Regions from separate parts of the Aedes aegypti genome. Here region 1 is linked to region 2. The links are chromatin contacts, called in public Hi-C maps. All regions are on one chromosome and are shown on one strand. The core of a region is the stretch at or near the end of the contact, and the rest is flanking DNA. Distances in the headings are between cores, read along the strand shown.

Region 1 (4,955 bases), core at 1,701-4,200, 69 kb before region 2:
AAATCCACAAGGTGACGAAATGGATTGCTTACTAAACTTTATAGATAAAGGGTGGGAAAAAGTGTTTTGCATTAGATTCCATTCCTAACGAATTGCAACTAGATGGGACGTTTAAAAGGTTGCTATGCTTATCAACTGTCGTTCAGCTGATCAAGATAAAAAAAAGCATTTTGAATCTTCTTGGTTTAAAACTGCACGCTCAAAAAAGAGTTCTGGAAAACGTGAACTGTCAAAAATACACCGTGAACTATCATCATCGTTATCGGAACTAGGCAACGCGTTCACATAAACATGATCTAGTTCACGGTGTAATTTTGCTTGTTGACGAGTTCACGCCTGCTGTTCACGGATACAAGAACGGATTTTTTTTTTCTGTGTGGTTTTGTTTTCAACTAGTTGCAAAAGGAAGATTTATCAAATGAGGCTTCACGAGATGAACAAAAATGACGGGTAGAAATAGTACTGAAAAGTGCTACTTTTCAGCACTGTTTTGAGTGCTGAAAAGTAACACTTTTCAGTACTGTTTTGAGAATCGTCAACTAAATATCTGAATGGTTTTTACAGCCTTTCTTCGAAATGCTTTGTATTTTTCAATGACTAGCTACTTGCTCTACATCCGATTCGTGTGTGGGATTCTGATTCGGCATCGGGTCGTCTAGCACGTAGACGAGACAATAGAATCATTTACATTACTTACAGAACACAAAACGAGTACAAATGCGATCCAAGGGACCTTCGAGGTAGCCATGAAATCCAAATTTTACTATGGTTCTCCAACTCGATATCGAGTTACGGAATATCGAGTAAGGAAGAATAAACTGTATTTCATTTGGTAAAAAAAAAAAAATGAGAAATTTTCAGTGACTTTGCCTTCTCTTTTGTATGAGGACTTTTAGTCAATCGTTATGTCTGACACTCAGCCATAAGCTTTTCTTTTTCACGAAGAAGTTTAAAATCGATTTTCGATTTTTGAAAGTTTCGACCAAAAAGCATACGTTCCCCTGCCATATATTAAAAAAATCCAATTTTTAAGATTCTAATCATTACTATGACATATAAAATATATGAGAAAGTTTGTGAAAATTAATTATCTCGAGTCAATCCTGCACACATCATAAGCTGAACTTTTGCCGGTTACAAATCTGGCCCTTTTTCCACTTTCCCAACAGATGAAGATCCGGGCCACCTAATGAAGTTACGATGTGCCAAAGTGAAACGGCGTTTGCGTTGGCCGACCGGTTCGCACATGACGACGACGATTGATGACGAGACGACCCCGCCGAATGTCGACAGCGCGATGTGTTGATGAGAGAAAGCTACGCACAAGTTGCTTGCTGCACTGGAAACCGCATTTACGAAAAAACGTTTATCACCATTGTGAACTGTGGTGAAAGAAAACAACCGAAATAAAAAAACGGTTGATAAATGCCCTCTCTCACTCTTTTCGGTTGTGCTGCGGATGTTGCGGAATTGGCAACGGGCGGAATACAACGGCGATGCAGCATACATTTTTTAAAGAACGTTTAACGATTCGATGGACTTTCTGCACCCCAATCAAGTGCAATTATGTTGGGTTAATTTTGGCAAAAAAAATGTGTGGTAATTTCTGGTCCATAATTTGATGATTATTTATGGTCCAGTAGGTTTGTAGCTTCGGGCATTGATTCCACAGGGCACGTGTTTTCTTTGTTATATTTTGTTGTGAACATTCCTGTGTCAATGATTTGAGTTTGTTATCAATGATTATATGAATGTAGCCCGTTTATTCGACTCTACTAAATAGCCATTATTAGATCATTCCAAATAAAATACAACCTTGCATGGGTGAATTAACCCTCCGGATCCCGGGATCAAAAAGGTACACAAAACTTCAACTCTCGCGTTTTGTTAGATTGGAAAAAAAAACTTTTTAGAATTGCTCAAATTTTCCCTAGAGCCAATCTTTGCATTCGCATTCCAAAATACTTTGACGAATATACTAAAGCTCTAGCATGTATATTCAGAGCACAAGGGGTTTTGATTGTCGACATCAGCGATCTACCAAATGTGACTAGTTGGGGAAGCTCCAAATATTTTTGTTACAACTCATGCATTACTCTTATTGTTTTCTTAGTTCGTTTGGATCTGAGAAGCCTCAAATGATAGCATTTGCGTTAAGATTGGACACGATCATCAAACAGCTTTAAACTAAAAAACATGATCAGATTAATTTGTATTTGAATGTAAATATTTTACTGAGTATATATTATGAACCAGACTTCTAATTAATTCGTTAACTAATCATATTTTATAATTATCATCGCTTTTTTCTAATAGGCAATTTCACATTCGTAGATTAAGCTGTACATCAACAACCACTTCGCCTGATATTTTTATTTTAGCAGTTCCTATGCAACTTTATTAACCACGCTCTACTTTTGTTTTCTGCAGTAAAACTCATCGCGGATTCACCAAAAAGTGAGCTGTCTATTTACTATTTTTGTTCATCTTACATCCATTTCTTTTCAGCGAATTCAAATGTGTGGGCGCTTGTGTTGTTTTCACATTTCTTTCTCTCGTTTTTCACCGGTCAGCTCAGTCCGTGGTTACCCCAATATTTTCCCAAGTCATTGAAATTTCACAAATTTTATCGGTTACATGGGCAACGCAACGCAATTTTTAACGAATTCTTCGTTGCCTTTTGCCTCATGTTCCACCCATCGATGTTCGGCACGAAAAAAGCATAAAGACAACGGCAGCTAGCATTCGCAACATACATATGCCGAACATGCAAAAGCCGAATCGGCAAGCGAAATGTATAGTTCGGCATAGCCGACCAACACGTTCGGCTAGAGCTTCCCCTCATAAACCAACGATAACTGAGTGACCGGCAGTGAGAGCTTGCATGCTTCCCCTTCGAATCCGACGCAACATTCAACGATGTTACATCAACCTCCCCTCGTTTTGGGTGACTTTGAGTAGTGAGTTCCCGCAAACGAATCATTGTATACCGAGCATATAACATACGCACTTTTTATGTCTATGTGGTACGCACTTTTTTACGCGGCTCCTCTTACTTTTGTACAAGTGTGCAACTCTCAAATATGGATGTTATTTTATATTTTTTTTCATTTCTAGGTTTTTGCTCGCTCTTTGCGTTGATGATGGCTTATGTGTGTCACGATGCGGTGCGATTCGACTGCGTGCGCTCGATTCAAAAAGCTGAACCAGCCAAACGCACCAGCAGCAGCGTGGCATGTTTGAATGTAGGTAGGTACCAGCAAATACAGAGAATGATCGTTTGCTGCTCGACGGCAGTTCTGGGCCCATCCGCCACCAATTTGTCCGTCCGTGCATGTTTGATGCTCGATTAGGTTGGTGCAATTGACCCGACCTGCAGGAAGTGAAAGTGAAATCAATAACATTCCGAAATGATGCGTTTGTTGGTAGATTGGCGATTTTCTTGGAATAACTTGCTACTGTCTTTTACTGAATAATTGTAAGATTATTCACATTTTTACTGATGTTTCAGATCTTCCGAAAAAAAAGAAATAGCCAACGGGACTCAACACTGCATGTCGTTTGGGAAAAAAATCAGCCTTCTAGGCAAACTTTTATTAAATGTCTAATTTCCCGGATGTTCTGAATCTTTCAGAGGACCACAAAGTGGCCATTCAGGATTAGACGATGGCGGTAATATTTATATGATGAATGTTTTGTTTGGAAGAAGTAACTCCTCTTTAGGTCAGCATATGTACATTTTTTCGGATGTTCCGAATCTGCCGCATGGCCAAGGAATGGTCATTCAAGATCATACGGAGACAACGATGGTACCAAGCTCACATAGTTACGGATCACTTTGGCGTTAAAACCCGAATTTCTCGCTAAAAGCATACACTTTACTACGAAACATATTTTGTCCAATCATACTAATTGCCTTCTTCTTCTTCTTCTTAGCATTATCGTCCTCACTGGGACAGAGCCTGCTTCCTCAGCTTAGTGTTCTAATGAGCACATCCACAGTTATTAACTGAGAGCTTTCTTTGCCACAGTTGCCATTTTCACATGTGTATATCGCGTGGCAGGTACGATGCCCACGCCCAGGGAAGTCAAGGAAATTTTTTATTTATTTCACTTCGTCTTCAGCATTGCTGTACAGACTGTATTGGTCTTAACCTAATGTTATAATCTTATTCAAGCTTTAAACTTATTTCTACTCACATCAAAGTCAAAAACATCAACATTTAACAAATTAAAGCATCTTTCCATCGGGTGATTTTGTCCAAATACCGTACGATGTCTTGCGGTCCAGAACAACGAACGTGGGCGGGATCTCCGAGCCGGAACGAAAAAGTTCGCTAGTCACAGAAGATCAGGGCAATCAATCCGATTTGTCAAGACATCGAAAGCAATCATTCTTTGGAGAAACACACGACGTGTTCGCAAAGGCTCAAGCTTGATTAGTTCACAGCGATTCTCGTAAGGAGGCCGTCTAAGTTACGCAAACCGCATGAAACAACGTTGCACCCTTTCTATGCGAGTAATATGTATTTCTTGATATGGTGCCCAGATTTGAACAGCATATTCGAGAAGGCTTCGAACGATTGCGCAGTAAACAGTCTTCAGGGCGTAAACATCTCAAAACTCGGATGCATTACGACAAATGAAGCCCTACACAGCGAAAGCTCTCGTTGTTGTCTTAGAGATGTGTTCAGCAAAATTCAGCTTACGGTCCATTATCACTCCCAGGTCTTTTATCGACGTTACGAAATTTCCATTACGAAATGATCCTGGACTGACCGGGAATTGAACCTAGACACCTTCTTGCCTACTGTCATTTGTAATATTAAGCATAACATTCAACCGCAAAATATTGGAGTTTTTGACAAATGTTGAGCAGGTATTAAACAGCAATCAGAATATCATCGTTTTCTGTAGGAAGAGTCATCATTATACATAAGACCCCACAGATGATA
Region 2 (5,380 bases), core at 1,636-4,135:
CAACTTACTAATATTATTATTATTTATCTTTATTTGAGTGGCTTTTCGCACTTGGCGAATTCGCCATTAACTTACTAATATATAAAAACATGTTGGATACAATAATAACTGATGCTTTCTCAATACAATATTTAAAATGTTTAGAATGTTTGCTGTTTAGAAAATATTTTGAATCAGTCTTCTGACATAGGATTATTGATTGAAATATATTTTATATTTGTATAATGTTTAATAGATGGAAAAAGTACGACAAATAATTAAAATATGAACCTAGTAGAAATATTATACATTTAATAAATGAATTTTAGTATAGTAAGATGAACAATTCAATTAAAGTTTTAACAAGTTAAAACTTATTATGAAATTCGATTCATCATTTCAGACTGTTTTTACTTTGTGAATAAACTTTATTTTTGACCAGCATTGAAATAAATTTTCTCACTGTGCGCTATAAATAGCCGACTGAGTTCAGCTCGCATCAGTACTGAACAGCAGCAGAAGTAATGCGCTTATTCAGTTGTTGATCAGCATAGCACGTGTTGATTAGTTATTGTTGAATAGAAACTCAAGCATGATCACTAATCAGCTACAAGAGGTTTATATTGGGCACTGGAAGGCTGATATATGAATTCAAGGATGACGCAGATGGCAAAGTATACCGCTGACGATGGGAAGGTCTCGAGTTTGAATCCAGTATTCAGGTAATTATTAAAAGTGTGGTTATTTAATTCATGGTAAATGTATACACTGCATTTGATGTATACAGTGTTAGCTATTTTTAGTCATTTATTTGTTTTCAATCAATTTTGTGGCAGTTGAATAAAAGCTGAGATGAATGCTTATAAAGCGATTTTGAAGTTGTAGAATAAAGTCAATATACAACGACACGCTTTATAACTTTTCCAAATTTGTGTGAACAACGCCTGAACAAAGGCTTCACTTGGAAATAATTAAAAGGTTGTTCAACATGATGCTGAATTAAACTGCAATAATGTAGTTTGTTAAACTAGCGTTGTTAAATCATCAATCCTTATTTAGCTAAGTGAAACCTGAATAAACATCATTAGAATATATTATTACAGTCACTAAATGATAAGAAGCTTAATAATTTCGCCAGATTTGCTTGAACAATGTGTGCGTAGCAGCTGCAAAGTAATATAATGAAGCAACTATTCAGTATGTAGTTGTGAAAAATTGCTTAATAAATGATTATAAAATAGGCAAATGTTTCTTGGGATGTTATTTTCTTCTACTTTCAAGCGTAATGTTCAATCTGAAAAAAGCCTACTTCACCGCTTATAAGATCAACTATCACTTTCACAATTATTAACTGAGAGCTTTTTTCGCAAATTATCATCTGGCAACACTCAATGCAACTCAATGCTTCACGAAATTCATTTCGGTAACACTGAATGCGAATCGTCATACCTACGAAACTTCTTGTTTGTCACCGAGTATCAAATGCAGCATCTTATAATCAAAATTCCCAAACGTTTTCCAGACAACTTCGAGAAATCATGGCCATGAAGAAGACCAGTTTCATCGGCAAACTGAGAGCTGACTTCAGATAATTTCTTCTTAACCTCGTAAGTGAAATTTTCAAATAAATTCATTATTTTTATTTTATTTATTACCACCATAAACAACCATTATGCTGTCTACAATCCTGTAATCCTTGGACAGATGTTTTTCCTTAGGCTCGATGATCATTTTCGATGATACCGATCTCACGCACGAAAGCACCGCATCGGACCATGTGCAACCGTATGCCTTGATATCTCGATATGCCTTCTTTGCTTCATGAACTGAACATCATCTTTGAAGGCGTATAACTGTTCTTCAAACCGTCGATGGTTTTAAAACAGCTCATTCGAACAATTATTTCACGACTTCTATTAAACACTAGCAATTCAGATATTGATTCCACGACCTTTTTTGACTGCTTGCCATTGCCAAGAATTACTCCATCTTCGTCATTTAAAGACACCGCCTTCACCATCTTTAGCCATTCAGCTGCATAAACAGTAACTTAACACTAGACTACGGACAAGCATGCTCCAGTGGAAAAGCCGAGGAACATTCCTTACGAAAAGTTGCGAATGGCTTAAGCGGGAATCGAACCTACTCCACTTGGCACGATGCACTTACTGCCTAACAACACTAACCGTACGGCCACAAAGCCCACAAAAAACATGGTTTTAGCATGTTTAGCTTCTGTTCACAATATTGCTTCGAAATTCTGTTCTCTCACCTATTTTTTTCCCCACATATTAACATTGTTTGAATTTTAAAAATTTCTTTTTACTCATTCACACTTGCTACATGGGCTGTATTACACGTGAATTTTTGTATTATTCAATGAACACTAAAACACTGTTCAAATTAGTCAAGCATCTATTTGAATAATATGTTCCCAAAAATTGATTATCCTGCGAAATCCATCAATTTTCTATTTTCAACACTCTGCTACAAATTGATTATCCTGCGAAATCCATCAATTTTCTATTTTCAACACTCTGCTACTCTGCTACAGATCTGCATCGTTCAACAGCCAGCTATGAAATGAATTCCCAAGTAACTTTTTACCCTTCACTTCATCTTAACCACTCCACAACCAACATCCACAAAATGTTAATCCGTCCACCTTCACAATCCCGAGTGGAATGATCCCCAACTCGCAAAATTCGCGAACTTCTGCGCAAACATTTTGCACTCATCTCTAACCCCCTACCATCGATTCGGACATCACGAAGGTTCCAACTGCATGGTGGGGACTTTAAGATGAAGTTCGTCAAGTACCGTTGATTTCTTCTCCTACCAAACTAACTAACGGCATCCAACGAGTTGCGAATTTTTCGCCAATCGCAAACGTTCGGAGGCAAAAACGACACACCACGAATGAGAGTGAGATCTTCTGCCTAGTTCAGCAATCCGTTAACCCGGTTGGACCAATCAGCGTGTGAAATGCGCCATTTTGCAGAGGGAAATGCAACCAAAAATAATTGATTGTAATAAATGTATGTCTTAATCATACAACAAAGAGTAAAAATTAGATAATATCTCAAAAAAGACTAATTAAATGCCCCAACCCCGATAAAAACCATATAAAATTACCACCTGCAAAATGGCTGCAATCTTTCTCCGCGCTTTCTTTTGTGCAAGTCGCACGTAGCATGACACCCAACAACGGGAGAGCGAGAGCCCACATATTCGCGAAATCCACGCAAAAAAGCGATCCGCGCCGGCACCGTTGTTGGAGAGCAGAAGAGCGCACGCGAGAGCGTCGACACACCTCCATAAGCGCGAGAATCCGCACAGAAAAGGGATCTCAGCGCGACGCGTTCCCCCCACCATTGTGCGCACGCGACCTTAGCCGATCGTATTCCGAAAGGGATAAAATTCGCGAGACGACCAACGGACAACGGCGCGAACCGAACACGAAAGAGTTGCGCGAAAATCATTCGTGCCCGAGGGGTGGGGAGTCACTCAATGATAAACAGGATGACTAGAACGAGCAGAAGGCTGGTTTCGGGACCTTCGAGTAAGCGAGAGATGGCGAGTTGCGAATTTGGGGTAGGTCGTATTGGAGAGTTCCTGAGCGTGCGTCTGTCTGTACACAGAGTAGGGGTTGCGCAAACTGTTGTCCTAGGTCAGTGCAAGTGGTGCGACCACTAACCAACGAGAAATGCGGAAAATTTTGCGCGTTTGCGACACATGGGGAGTACCTATATGTATGGGATAAAACATGAGCAATAAAGTTGTATGAGTTGAAGATGTTTTTGGATAATGCGTGCGTATTGCGAAACTCGATTTCATTCTGGATCGAACCAGTAGATAACAGAGGGGAAGAACTTTGGGATTGTTTGGGGGATGCGTAGAGCGTGTTTGTTAGTGATCGTGAGAAAAAGCAGTCCTACGCAAAATTTTCAATGCTAAGGTTATGTTTATTTGTATGACTTGTATGGTCCGATTTGCAAACCGGGTGAACAATCACCGACAAAATAAAATGCCAATATTGTATGTCAATTAAGTACCCATTTGGCGTTTCGTTCGCTTGACAATATATTACTTTTCTTTGACCGAAGTTTCTTGATAATAGCATAATGATTAAGCAATTCAAGATTTTTAGGAGACGCTTTCAACCAATTTGAAGATTAAAATACAAAAAATACATGCTATCTTTGAAGTGCATTGTAAAAAAATAAATTCCAGTTTCGACACACAATTTTCGCCAATTTGCGTGATAACAAGTGGACACTTTATTTTGGCGGAGACTGTAAGTGCGAATTCAAAAAAAATCTATTCTGTAATTTTAACTTAACTTTAGGATATGCGATCATCATTTTACGTTTTTTATTGCTATAGGGTATATAAGATTAGAAAATATTTTAGCGTTCAATAAACATAGTTTACATATAAATGTTTCAGAGAAACTACGGGATCTTCTAGACGTAGATCGCCACATTCATGGGCACTATTCCCTAAGTTCTTAATTTTATATAATCCCAAAAATCGAATAACATTAAATTCGCTGAACTAGCAACTCAACAGTGTGCGTTTTGGCAAATATTTTCGCGTAATTAGCTTTGACTGTGTGCACAGATGTGCGTACACGCACATTATGCTTGTATGCGTACGAGACGAGCATGAATATACGACTTCCTACGCAACTGGTAGAGTGCCCGTGACCGAGAACTTGAAAATTTCGCTATATTATGAATCAAATAGATGGACAGAGGACTGCGCCAGTGGATGACCGGGCGGACGAAACTTGGAGGGGGGGCTCCCGACAAGCAAAATAGCCAAGCTCGCGGTCTGGGTGGTGGTTGTAAAACGTGTACAGATGTTGCGGAAACCGAGTTTTTGCCTGGTGGAGCAACTGGGAATGGCGAATCTATTCCCCAATAGCCCCTTCCGATGTAATATACTTCAACCCAAAGGCGTTCGTGGCGCTGCGTATCGCTCAGTCGGTTGGGTTCTTCGTAGAGTCGCGAAAAAAAAACTCGAAAACAAGGTGTCGGTCAAGGTTACTACGCGCTGCTGTGCTAGTATTCGAGTCACTTTAGCCGGTTACACATTTAGTAAATTGGTGATAGCGCGAATCAAGGAATTACTTTTGTTTTCGTTCAACCGGTTCGATGGCAAATTCGCGAAGATTTCAATCGGAAAACGTGACTTTAGAGAGTGGTGAAAAGTTCAACTTACCAAAAATTTTTGAAATCCAAAGAAGCTAGTGTCCAAAATGCAGCTATAACCTACAACTACGTTATCGCGAGCTCGATAAAAAAAAATGTGCAAATGTGCCAAATTTATTCAAGATGGAGCTTTCGTTGTACCATAGTGCAAAAAATGTGGTGAAGTTTAAGCGATTTTTTCCACC

The links. Hi-C and Micro-C count contacts between places; a contact is called where the count stands out from the background.
Region 1: a contact with region 2 is called in a Hi-C map of whole pupa, with 5 times the contacts expected there. The contact joins two enhancer-like sites. A contact is called at or near these places in 2 of 2 Hi-C or Micro-C datasets (whole body and whole pupa).

Annotation. Positions count from the first base shown.
Region 1 is chr3:353,061,081-353,066,035 of AaegL5.0, reverse strand. No RefSeq gene overlaps it. Among protein-coding and RNA genes, the nearest start is that of LOC110679344, 110 kb to the left of the region's middle. Within about 2 kb of position 2,950, at least 3 of the 3 cell types and tissues checked have open chromatin away from gene starts, as enhancers often do.
Region 2 is chr3:352,991,341-352,996,720 of AaegL5.0, reverse strand. No RefSeq gene overlaps it. Among protein-coding and RNA genes, the nearest start is that of LOC5568262, 89 kb to the right of the region's middle. Within about 2 kb of position 2,885, at least 2 of the 3 cell types and tissues checked have open chromatin away from gene starts, as enhancers often do.